2 separate regions of the Rattus norvegicus genome follow, and region 2 is linked to region 1. Evidence: chromatin contacts called from public Hi-C data. All regions are on one chromosome and are shown on one strand. The core of a region is the stretch at or near the end of the contact, and the rest is flanking DNA. Distances in the headings are between cores, read along the strand shown. Region 1 holds the start of Slc1a1 (solute carrier family 1 member 1). Region 2 holds the start of Plpp6 (phospholipid phosphatase 6).

Region 1 (5,911 bases), core at 3,120-5,619:
TCACCTACTCACAACTGTCTCCGACTCACTTGTCCACTGCTCGCGGCTGCTGCTGCCTAACTTCACTCAAAGAACCCTGGAGGCTCTTTCACCTCAGCATCTCCACATTGTATCTCCTTCTGGATATCTGATCCTGCTAGAGACAGTCAGTTCTCACTTGGACCAAACTCCACCAGGCCGTAGTGGATTAACTAACTAGATGGCCCTCATTCCCTTCTACTTCCCAGGCAGGCCCCCTGGACGAGGCCATCTTTTTTCTTGCTTGGACATGAACCTGGCTCAACCTGTCCTCCTGTCCTGTTCTCATTTCTATCTTGACCTTCTAGCCCACCCTACCCCATCCTGCTATGCATGCAAGGAGTCAGGATGCCCCAGATATCTGTGCAACTCGTTCCCTACCTGGCCTCAAACTCACTATGTAGACCAGACTGTCCTCACAGAGCACCACCTGCCTCTGTCTCCTAAGTGCTAGGATTAAAGGCACGCACCACCATGACAGACAGGTATACTCTTAAATCCTGCTGTACCAAGGCCAGTGAGACAACGAGCTGGGTCAGGAATCACATGAGTCATGGCTGACTTCTGTCCTCAGGGGTGTCAAAGAATTGCCAGAAAATGGAACAACAAAAAGCAAAAGCCACCTCCAAATGACCACTGTCAGGCACACCCAGAGCCAACCAAGGCAAGAGATGACAGACTGGGTAAGAGTGTTACTCTGAACCTGGAGGAATTAGCTCTGAGTTTCTACAGTAGAGGAAGCTTCCTCAGAGCTTCATAGAAACTGCATTATGGTGAACAAATTTGACAGCTCCATGGTACGAGTAGCATCTGTGGCCTTTTTCTGAGAGTCTCCAAGTTGGCCATTGTAGATTTCTCCACTGAAAGCCTGGAGGGAGATGACACTTCCTGTTGTGAGGAATCCACAGGAATCTCCCCAATTCTGTAACCTTCAGTATTTTCATGGCTGAATTCTCACACAGAGGAATTCTCCCTGGACATAATTCCCACTAAGAACACAGCATTTCTTCCTACTGACTTTATGCCTGTTGAATGAGTTGGGAATTAGTCCGTGGGATATAAAACAAAGTCATCAGCTCTTCCTGTTCTCTCTTGTAAACATGGAGAATATTACAGAGCCTGGTGTTAGTTTTGATAACGAAGCTTGCCATCAAAACCCTTGAGTCACTATAAACTTCGAATTATAGACTGGACAGGAGGCAGAACCGAGATGTAAGTCCAAAATAAAATATTCATTTTCTCCTATTTAAAGTCACACTTTCTTCAATGTAGCATTTACTGGATGCCTATTGTATGCCAGCCACAAACTGGGTATTTCCACATTATCCTAATCACTCTGGTCACGAATGTCTGAAGTTTTTAAGAAGAAGGAACTGAGGGTCCTGGAGACTAAGTAATGTGTCTGTCTAGAGAGCAGCACTCGGACTCCGTCCAGGGCTCCTGACCAGGCACCGTGCTTATTCTCTTATACTGTGGGATCGGGGAATGTCTACCAGAGTTACAGTGAACCCAATTAAAATGATACCATTCTCAGAATTTCGTAGAGTTTCACAGAAGTTATCAAAGACAATCACCTATTTAATTCTAACCTGGCGAATAAGGAATTGTTAAACGTTTATCTCAAAGCATCTCCTTGGCCATTAAATCCAAGTGAATACCACACATCTAATGAAAGTGAGCTTTCATTGTACTTTCCCTCAAAAGCTTTATCTTAGAAACTCAGAGGTTTTAAGCAAACACACACACACACACACACACACACACACACACACAGAGTTTTCTGAAACAGTCTCATATAGCTCAGGCTAGCCTCAAACTCACTATGTAGTTGAGACTGACCTTGAACACCTGATCTTCCTACTTCTACATACAGGCTTGTACCACCTTGCTGGTGTATGTGTGTGGTGGGGGTGAGGACTTTGCTCTTAGTTTCACTAACCAAAATATTTCACATAGTCATAGCTGCTGACTTATTTTTCCATGGATAGAGTCAGAAGATTTCACTAAGGAACTAACTGCATTTAACATTTTTTGTTGTTTTTTTTTTTTTTTTTAATGTCTACATTGACTCCCAAAAGAAGGCTTTGTGAGAGCTCTGGTAATTTTGCTCGATCAATTATGGCAGTTGTAGAAAAACTGACCATTCCCAACCTAGAAAGGGCTAACGGATACCTAGGACGAGTGGTTAGGATTTCATTGCTTGTTAAACAGGCTAGCCAGTGTAGTCTGAGCAAAGGTAGGTAGGAGTTTTCACTCAGAGCAAAGGTTCTTGGAGTGGCAAAGAGGAGGACCCCAGCAAGTGCCTGCTTGAGCACCCTGGTGGTATTCTAAGCAGGAGACCTCTCATACAGATGGCAACATGCCGGAGTCTGTCCCACGCTCCTCCTGAGGAGCAAGGGACTGACTGGTATGACCTCAGCAGGGCACTTATAATTTTAAATGGTGAATTTATGGCTCAAACTAAATACCAGAATCGAGTTTCTGTGGCTCACCAGCACTGATTCCAGGGAAAGAGGTCCGCCTGAGACCACAGGCCATGAGACCACAGGCCATGCCTGCAAAATAAGAGGAAAGCCTTCCTTGACGTGAGGATGGTGCTTATGCAAGCGGTCCAAGGGCCAGTGAGTAACCGCTAGGCTTCCTTTCCAGAGCAGGCTCTGGTGAACTGGTGAACTGTGGGGCACCAATACTCATGCCAGCTGCTGGTGGGAAGGAAGCACTTGGTGACCAAGCAGGACCTCTGCAGTGCCTAGGGCTGCAGACAGAACTGGGAAGGACCCACAAGCTTTGGTCACCTCCAGGGCTTTCAAAACAGATTTAAAAATAAATTCTGTATCCATCATAGGGAAAACAAACAAGTCCATGTCTTCCAATCCATCCACTGTCTTGGTAAGAGCTGTTATTTACATGTGGTGCATGATTAACCTTCCCCCAAATGCCCTAAACCACTTGGCACTGGGGAAAGTGAACACTAGTGGGTTCTTTTGCACTCCTTCCCTCCCACAAACGTCCTCTGTTAATACCATTCAGGATGTTACTTATTTACTAGAAGCCTGACTTCCCTTCGCATAAGGTTCTGGGGGAGCCCATAGGACACCAAGGACTCCATTAACTTCCAAAGAGATTTTATTTTTGACGGGGAAGACCTTGGAGGGGAGCAGACAACACCAAGTTTTTTCCAAGAGCAATGTGCAACGCCCAGGGTAGAGAAGGGGCTGCCCCTCTTCACATTCCAGCAGAGGCAGCTGCAATTTCCAGACAGAGGGTGGAGCCTGCCTGGGAATCCACTTTCCCTCAAGGTGCACCTGCCCTCACCGGCTGGACAACCCCACCACCGGAGGTGTGAAGACCCGCAGGGTCCCCACCCTACAGTACACTGTGCAGTGAGTTCAAGTTACAGAGACAACCTGGCCAGAAAACGAGATTCTAAACATAAGAAACTCAAACCTCTGAGCAATGGCCCAGACATCTACCTAGTCCCAGCCCAGCGGTATGGCAGGCATGGGCCACTTAAACACACGCGAGTGTGAAAACAAATAAAAGCAGCTTATATTTTAGTAGAAAAATGTGGTGAGCAGGTAGTCCCGGAGGAAGAAGGGGGCTGGGTTCTCTTAGCGTTGGTTCCCTGTGGCCTCAGTGAGCCACAACTGCTGGCTCAGAAATCAGGCGTGATCTATCTGATTAGAGAGGTATCCTACAAGAAGATACCTCTCCCCTGCTTCAATATTCCCAAGGTCTCCACCATCTCGCAGGCCCAGATGTCTCTTTAAATCCGACGGAGAACAGTAATTCACACAGTCGCGGTCGGGCACGAAGGTAATGGTGACGGTGGTGGTGTGCGCGTATGGTGGGAACAGTTAAGGATGAAGATCAAATTAAACCCCGCTTAACCCGGCTCCTTTCCAAAGGACCCCTTGTCCACCTTTCAATCCCCTCTGATCATTTTGGAAAAAGCAGAGACAGCAGCTCGCGGAGCACCAGAATGGAGGGGGGTTGTGAGGGTTGGCTAAGAACACTGTTCCCCCCCTCGTGAAACGAAAGCGCTCGGGTTGATCCTGAGCTTGGGGGCCCAGTGCCGGAGAACGCAGGCAGCGCGCGCCACGCCGAGCCCACCCGGTCCCGCACGCGGCCTGGCCCCGGCACGCGCCTAGTGCCCCCGCGCGCGACTCACCCAGTACCACGGCGGCCACGGTGGAGAGCAGCAGCCAGTGATTCCGCAGGAAGCGGCGCCAGTCGCATCCCGAGCTCGTGGGCTTCCCCATGATGGGCACCGGCGTTTGTGAGGAATCGGGGAGCGCGGCGGATGTGGGATGAGGGATGCAGGGCACGGTGGAGACACAGCGCACGGGCCGCTGTCAGAGCTGCCACTGCCGCTGGGGACCGAGCACCGTGGTTTTGCGTGCTCGCAAAACCGGCTCCTCCCGCCGCCGTTCGCTGCAGCGACCAGGCCAACCAGCGAGGCCGAGGGCGGAGCGTCCGGGCGGGGTGGCGAGCGTAGGGCGATCAGGTCCCCCTGGGCTCCGGGTCGAGGCTTCCCGTCGGAGGAGTTTCTGACCCTCTGCGATTTCACACCAGTCTCCTTGGGGAAGCACCGCCCTGGGCGTGTGCGAAGGAATTTGATATGGGACACATTTTTGCCCTGGGCCTCAAGCCCCAGAGCCACAAGAAGAGACACACAGTGTGACTTCAGAGCAGTTTTGGGGATTTTTTTTTTTTTATCCCCCAGGTGATCTCTGATATTCCCCGCGGGATTTTTTAATTCTCTGAATCGAGGATCAGACGGATCTGCCGGAACCCAGGCCTGGTTGTACACCTTGCGCGTGGGCGTGGTCATCTCTTGCACAACTTAACAAGTGCACCCCTAGGGACTTGCCTTGTGGCCATTACTGGGTAATTAAAGTTAAGAACTGGCCTGGCTGCTGTGGGACGGTGGGCGGGCCCATTCTATCCCCAAGGCCAAATACCTTACAGGGTGTAGCTAGAGAATCTGGGTTAGTGTGGCTGCACACACTTCGATAACTGAATTTCTTACTCTGTTTTTACTCTTACCTTGCCCTTAGCTTACCATTATCTTAACTAAGTGAGCCCCATGTAGCATTATGGGGTTTACTCTTTAGTTGGCTGTCAGGGGACTCTCCTTGTCTAGATTACTTGACCACTAGAATTCCCCAATTAGAGTATCTTTTGGTTAAAAGTGATTTTTTTAAAAACCCTTCAAAAGACAATAGATTAAGCTTAATTAACCATTCACATTATACTATGAATGGTCTCATCTCCTTTCCCAGAGTTAAGCTTTCAAAAGAAAAAAAGGTCAGGAGAGAGGAAACTCAAGATTCCTGGTTTCTCAGGGTAGAGCTGGAAAGAAAAATTCCCGAGGTGGGCAAACTATCAAGAAAAAGATTCACTCTACAGGAAGGAGGAGGAGGAGGAGGAGAAGGAGGGGGAGAGGGGAGGAGGAGGGGGAGGGGGAGGGGGAGGGGGAGGAGGAGGAGGAGGAGACCTCCAAATGAAAGAAACAAGATCAGCCATTTGAAGTCTACAGAAAGGAAACTAAGTACTCTTAGTACGGTGGGGTAATTTTAAAAAAAATGTTTAAAACTGTATGTATAATTTGATCGTGTGTATGTAAAAATAAATCTATAAAACCTAGGCATGTACTTAAAGAAGACTCAATGAAGTACACCAGGGTTCCATAGTGGTGTGCCATGTTTTTGTGTTTTCTCTTCCCAGCGTCCTGTGGGGTGGGGTGTCTGCCATTGCTGTGCTCCAGTGCACTCCACTGTATCTGTAAGGCTAACCTGCCCTGGAGATAGGAAGCCCGTGGGAGCAGAGAGGAGGGACCTTGTCTGCCTCTCAGCCTTTGCTTCTGCAGCGGAAGAACTTACCTTCAATC
Region 2 (5,968 bases), core at 1,853-4,352, 130 kb before region 1:
AGTGGATGCTAACAGGATATGGCATGGAAACTCGGCTAGACGCTGTGCAATCAGTAAACTGTAAGGTTTCCCTGAATGGATAGAAATGCAAGGAAAACGAGAGGGTCCTGTCCTCGTTTTGGTTCCATTTTGCTGAGTTTTCAGTTGGGCTGTATCAATTTCAAGTGCTCAGGATGAGGAAGGAATCCACAAGAAGCCGAGTGATCTCTCTCACGGCAAAGCAGAAATGAAAGACTTCACCTCAGACCATTTAACATTACCAGTTAATTTATTTTGATATTTTTTAAAAGGTATCCGTCATTGTACAATTAATTAACATAGAAATCAGTTTTTACTCGAGAGAATTTAGGATTACTCATGAAGTCGGATAAATTGATCTCATCTGTATTTTAAAAGCCACCAAACTCAGGTCCCAGCAAACAAAACATGGGATTTCAGAAGTGCAACTAGAAACTAGAAGGTGGGCCCTCAGTTAGTAGACTTGGGGACACTATAAGAACAGTCACTTTCAAATGTCTGGCTTGAATTGTTATAATGAAAAACCATCTCCAAAAGTTTAAACAACACACTCAGACCTCTTAGAACCTCACAGCTTAGCAGATCTGGTAAGGGAAGAGGTAGTCTGTGTTTAGGTTGTTGTGGGAATGTGATAACTGTTTTATTTATCGAAGGAGCTGTTCCTGGTGGTGTGCCTGACCCCCACTTGCAAAGGTCCTAAACCTAACCCTACTTCCTCCAGCGGAGAACCAGTTTCTCACTATTTTCCACAGTCCTGTCCATCCACATCCTTGAACATTAGACCATAGTCTACAGTCCTTTTTTCGAATGCCAGAACAACTGGGCAGTAAGATTATCCGATGACGCCACTTCCACCAGTGATTTAAAGGCTTTCTTTCCAGACACAGCAGCATTTACAGATTTAATGAACAAACCCTCTTTGGTCTTTCTAGGTCAGACAAATAGAGTCTACCATATTATTTGGTCATCTTTGGTCTTATGAGTGGGGGAATCACCATGAATGAACAGCTTTCAATGTAAACAGAAATTTAAGAGTTATACCTATTGCTCACGAAGAGCAATAGGCTCTCCTGAAAAGTTTCAAGTTAAGTCCTGTTACCTAAAATGAGCTGGATACAGCGAAGTGGGACTGATAGGAAAAGGAGGACACAGTCATCCTTGTGGTGCACAGGAAAGCTATGAAGACGCACAGAAAAGAACCACATCGCTCTTCAATGTTTTACTTAACTGAGGATCATTTGCTGTACTCAGTAGACATGACAGACAGCAGGGCTTCATTTCCTGTCCCCGGCCATTGCTGTCTGTGGACAGCCTCCACCCAAACTCTTAAGTTCCCCTGACTCTCCCGGGCAGGTCAGCTTCTTGCCCTCCTGGCATGCTACTTGTCAACAGGATTGGGGAATGAAACAGTAGTCTCATACTTACATTTCTGTGGGAACCTTAGACAAGCCCACCTTTTGAGTATGTCTTCTTCGACATCTCGGCTTGTTCTATGAATGCTAAAAGATAACATGAAAGCGCAATGGGAAGTAAATATCTAAAGACCGTTCGAGAGGTACAGGGAGAAGAAAGGCAAGTACTTTGTGGAACCTCTTTTTACTACCAAGTCCTCGAAGGTGGGAGAGCTTAAGGAATCAGGATAAAGAAAAAGCTCCAAGGACGGCAACAGATGTTCAGAGGGTAAACTGGAAAAAAGAACTCTGTCTTGAACTTTAAAAATACTGTTTAAAATCTACCGCAGGTCAAGGGCTGGGAATAGCACATGGTTTAGCTAGTGGCTCTTAAAATTCAATTTACAAGTGATAACATCTTTTTTTTCTTTGGCGGGGAAGGAATTACTCATTAACACTATTCGGTCAACTTTAAGTAAATAGCAAAAAGTATAATCAGCCAGCTTGATTTGTTTGCAGCTGTCTTGTGGATAAACAGCTGTCGAATACATACAGAATAGGCTTTGTTTCTCTAGTATGGCCGTGTTCAGTAATAGCCTGCATGTGCTCCGGTCTAGGAACATTTCAAGACAGTGGGGTCCCAGAATTCTCAAAGGCGCCTAAAATGTCTGAGGGACAACTGGATGGCTCTGGCTTAGGTCAGAATCCTCGAATGCGGAGTCCTTCAGACCTCGTGGTGCCAACAATCAATGAGATGGGGTCACTGTTGATTCCACAGTACAAAAAGAACTGGAACATTGAGGGGTGACAGCCAGCAATAATCCACAATGCTGTACTGCATGTAGCCCAGGAAAAAGCCAAACGCCACATCAGTGACGTTGTGCCGCCCAAGCATGACCCTGGAGAGACCCAAGACGAAGGCCCACAGGACCACCAGCACCCTCAGTGGAATGGCCAGTACCAGGTGGTTCAGGATGAACCGCGACACCAGGGCGGCCCTCGTGGCATGACCCGAGGGAAAGGAGTACTTGTCCACCGAGAGGGTGAAAAACATGTCCATCTGATTGTGCGCCGGTCGGCGCCTGCGGACCAACCCTTTAATCACAGCCACCAGCAGTAGGTCCAACAGCAGGGCGAAGAGCAGGTTCATCAGCACTTCGCGCCCGGCCCAGCTGTCGCTCCTAAGCAGGCAGTAGAGGGTGCCCAGCAACCAGGGGATGCCATGTCCTGAGATCTCCAGCAGCTTCATCAGGGGCCGCACGCTGCCCCAGGCCGAGCTCTCCCCAGCACACACCCCCAGCTTCTTGGACAGCCACAGGTCGATGGCCAGCAGGGAGCGCAGGGCGATGCCCAGGAAGGACGGGTTCAAGTTCATGCCGGCGTCCTCCGGCGGTGGGGCAGGAGCTACTTGTGCAGGGCACGCGGCAGCCAGCGGGAAGGAGCCGCGCCGGTGCACCGGGCTGTCGGACGCGCGCAGCCGGGCGCAGGCGGGGTCCGCGCCCGAGCGGCAGCTCAGCAGCGACTGGAACTCGAACCTGCCGCTGCCGCCGCCGCCGCCGCCGTGGGCCGGGCTGCCCGGGACGCTGCTTCCGCCCGAGGAGCCTAGCGGTCGTCCCTCGATAGTCCTCCGGGGGCTCGGCATCGCGGCGGGCGGCCGGTCCCAGGGACCGGGCCAGACCGGAGACAGGCTTCCTGGCCCGGCAACCTCTTCCGCTTCCGCACTGCCATCCCGGAGGGCGGGCCGAGGAGCCGCAGAGCACGATTGTGACACCTGGCGGAGACGTGGGAGGGAACCCGGAGAGCCAGCTTGAGAGAGGTGGGAGGATGGAGAAGCTGGGAAGTGCAGGTGAAGGACACAGTGATGGCGTCATTTCAGAGCTATGGGAGGTTAGGATAAACAGCCCCGCTGCAAAACAAAAGCAAAAACAAAAACAAAAAATCTGATTTCCTTCCTCCTCTTTTTAAGATTTCTTGCCCAGGAGTGTTCCTGCCGGACAAGGAAGTTGTGTACCTTGGAGTCTACCTTCTGAATCAGTACCTGGAGACAGACTGCTTTCCCTCTGTGTTCCCTATTGTGATTCAACAGAGCATGAGGTTTGAAAAGGTGATTTTGACTTCTCAGTGGGTTTTGCTGACTGACGCCAGTTTGACAGTCATTATAAAGGATAGGGGTTTTGTACATCTTATTTCCCTTTTTAACACAGTGTAAAAAGCACAAAGCGGCCTTGAGGCAGAAATCGCAGTTTGGAAGTCTTGCTTTTTTGCTATGCAGGCCTGAGCCAAGTTCTGTCAATTGAGTGCTAAATACCCTGGTGGATGCTTTCTATTCTGGGAAGTCCCATGGCATTTTCTAACTAGAGCAGAGAGCGTTTCTGAATGTTCTGGGAGGTGTTAGAGACAGTTAGTTGCATTGCATTTATGAAAGGGGCTATTAATAAACTGCAGATCTTCCGAAAAACTTTCTTAAGCTCGGAAAAATAAATCTATAACCAAATCAGCTATACCTGGTTATTGAAAGTCTGTAGCTAAATAAGAAAGCTGTTCATATTTTCTGAGTTTGTCTTAAGTCATGTGCGTGTTATACAACCACAGTAATAGGGCTAGATTCTATTCCAATGCATGCAGTCGTAATTGGAAAAAACACTGGCCAGGGCTCCCCACTGCAGTACACTGTAGACTATTCGAACAACACCCTAAGGTTTTGGTTTTGGATTTGGAGATGAAATTGGAGTAATTTTTAGTTAACCTAATGGTTTTGTCCAGTGTCTCTAAGGTGGGCTTTTAGGGCGAGGGAAGACTGAGGGAAGACCGCGTCACATCCATTCCAAAGTCTGGAAGATGCTTTCCAGAAACCCACCTATCTCTTTCCAATCCAAGGATGAAAGAAACAATGAAGATGGTAACATTTAAAAGAATAGCAGCCTGTGCGTTTGAAAAGGCCAGGCCGGTCGGGGTAGAAGAGTAAATGGTTATTATCCCGGAAAATACAGTCAGAACCCAGATGATCCTACTGGCCATATGTGGGTGATGGACGTGGTGTGAAGTAGATAAGTAGGTGCTAAAAATGAAGAGTCCCCCCCCCCCAACCAACATTTCCCCCACTCATCAGTTCCTGGCCCTGTACAAGACTTCTAAGATAGAAATGTAAGAAGTGCATAGAGACAAAATTGTGCAAACAGGGTATGACACATCCGTGAACACCTTGGACACTTAACCTAACCCGACCTCCTCTGTGTTTTAAAAGGAGAATGATGAAGAGTCAACTTCAGATGCTTCTCTCCGGCCGGGTGGGAAAGCCCGAGATTACTAGTCAATCATACCATGGAACTGTTTCTTTTTCTTTTTCTTTTTTTTCTTCGGAGCTGAGGACCAAACCTAGGCTTTGTGCTTCCTAGGCAAGCGCTCTACCACTGAGCTAAATCCCCAACCCCATGTTTCTTTTTTCTAAAAACAAAAGTTGTTCAGGCTCATATTCTAGTTTCTTCTAGTTCCAGGTGCCTTGCAATCTGTTCCGTTCTTTAGCTGAAAATATGTGTTAGCGCGTGGTGTGGCAAAAGCATTTCCCTCCCCCACAAGCCCTTCGAATGGCTTAGATTTAAATAACTTAAAAGCATTTGGGTAAACAAATTCCTCATAAGAATTCATGAGCCCTTGTATTTGAATAGACTAGGCTGACTGGTTGTTCCCCAAGATCATCAGCCCTTACATGTGGATAGGGAAGATTCTTAGAGCTGACATACAGAAGTAACCCACAAGCAGCAAACTTACCGTCTCACAGCACTGGAGATTGGACGTCAGAAAAGTATGTTGGTGGCGACCACGCTACTTCCTGTGGTGTGATGGAAGCTAGGTCTTTGGTTTATAACACTGGTTCTCAACCTGTGGGTTGCCACCCCTTGGGAAAGATTGACTCTTTCTCTGGGGTTGCCTAAGACCATCGAAAAAAACCTCACATGATTCATAACAGCAGCAAAATACAGTTACAGAATAGCAATGAAAATAATTTTATGACTGGGGAGTCACCACACTATGAGGAGTTCTTTTAATGGGTCGCAGGATTAGGAAGGCTGAGAAACACTGGTTTATAGCACTGTAACTCCAGTTTGTACCATTTAAACATTCATCCTCTCTATAGCACATGGAATTCAAAACATTCTGAGCATTAGCCAGAGGAGCTCTGGTTCTTTCAGGCAAAAGAAGATGTGGGTGAACTGTAAAACAAAAGCAGACGCATCATTGATCAGAAATGTCAGGTCCCCTCGCTGGGTTCGTGACCTCTGCTGGCTCTGTCCACTCTAACCAAGTAACTACATTTGCTTTCTCTGGTTGCATGTCAGAAGAGAAAACTTTGATTGGGTTCTGTATGGTTCCTGGATTTTTTTTTTTCCCTTCTCGAGTGCACTCGTGAATTTATTGCGGTGTATTTTTAACTTATATGCTTAAATACTCACTTGGAAAATAAAAGACACCGATCGAGTGTTAAATGCCCAAGCTACTCCATTATGACCTCATTCAAAGTTTAACTAAGCGTATTTGTATCGATCCCATTTGGAAATAAG

Evidence for each region. Hi-C and Micro-C count contacts between places; a contact is called where the count stands out from the background.
Region 2: a contact with region 1 is called in a Hi-C map of Schwann cells, with 4 times the contacts expected there. The contact joins the promoter of Plpp6 here to the promoter of Slc1a1 in region 1. A contact is called at or near these places in 2 of 12 Hi-C or Micro-C datasets (Schwann cells and mammary epithelial cells) and 1 of 1 datasets of contacts at active chromatin or transcription factors (oligodendrocytes).

Annotation. Positions count from the first base shown.
Region 1 is chr1:235,961,913-235,967,823 of GRCr8, reverse strand. Slc1a1 (solute carrier family 1 member 1) reads right to left here and starts at 4,369. Exons shown (of 12, transcript NM_013032.3): 1 at 4,190-4,369. The coding sequence starts at 4,280. LOC102546345 (a long non-coding RNA gene) reads left to right here and starts at 4,723. Exons shown (of 5, transcript XR_001836129.3): 1 at 4,723-4,908; 2 at 5,749-5,911.
Region 2 is chr1:236,089,776-236,095,743 of GRCr8, reverse strand. It overlaps Plpp6 (phospholipid phosphatase 6), which reads right to left and starts at 3,102. Exons shown (of 1, transcript NM_001034854.1): 1 at 250-3,102. The coding sequence starts at 3,051. The coding sequence ends at 2,170. It overlaps Spata6l (spermatogenesis associated 6-like), which reads left to right. Exons shown (of 13, transcript NM_001014165.1): 2 at 3,376-3,513.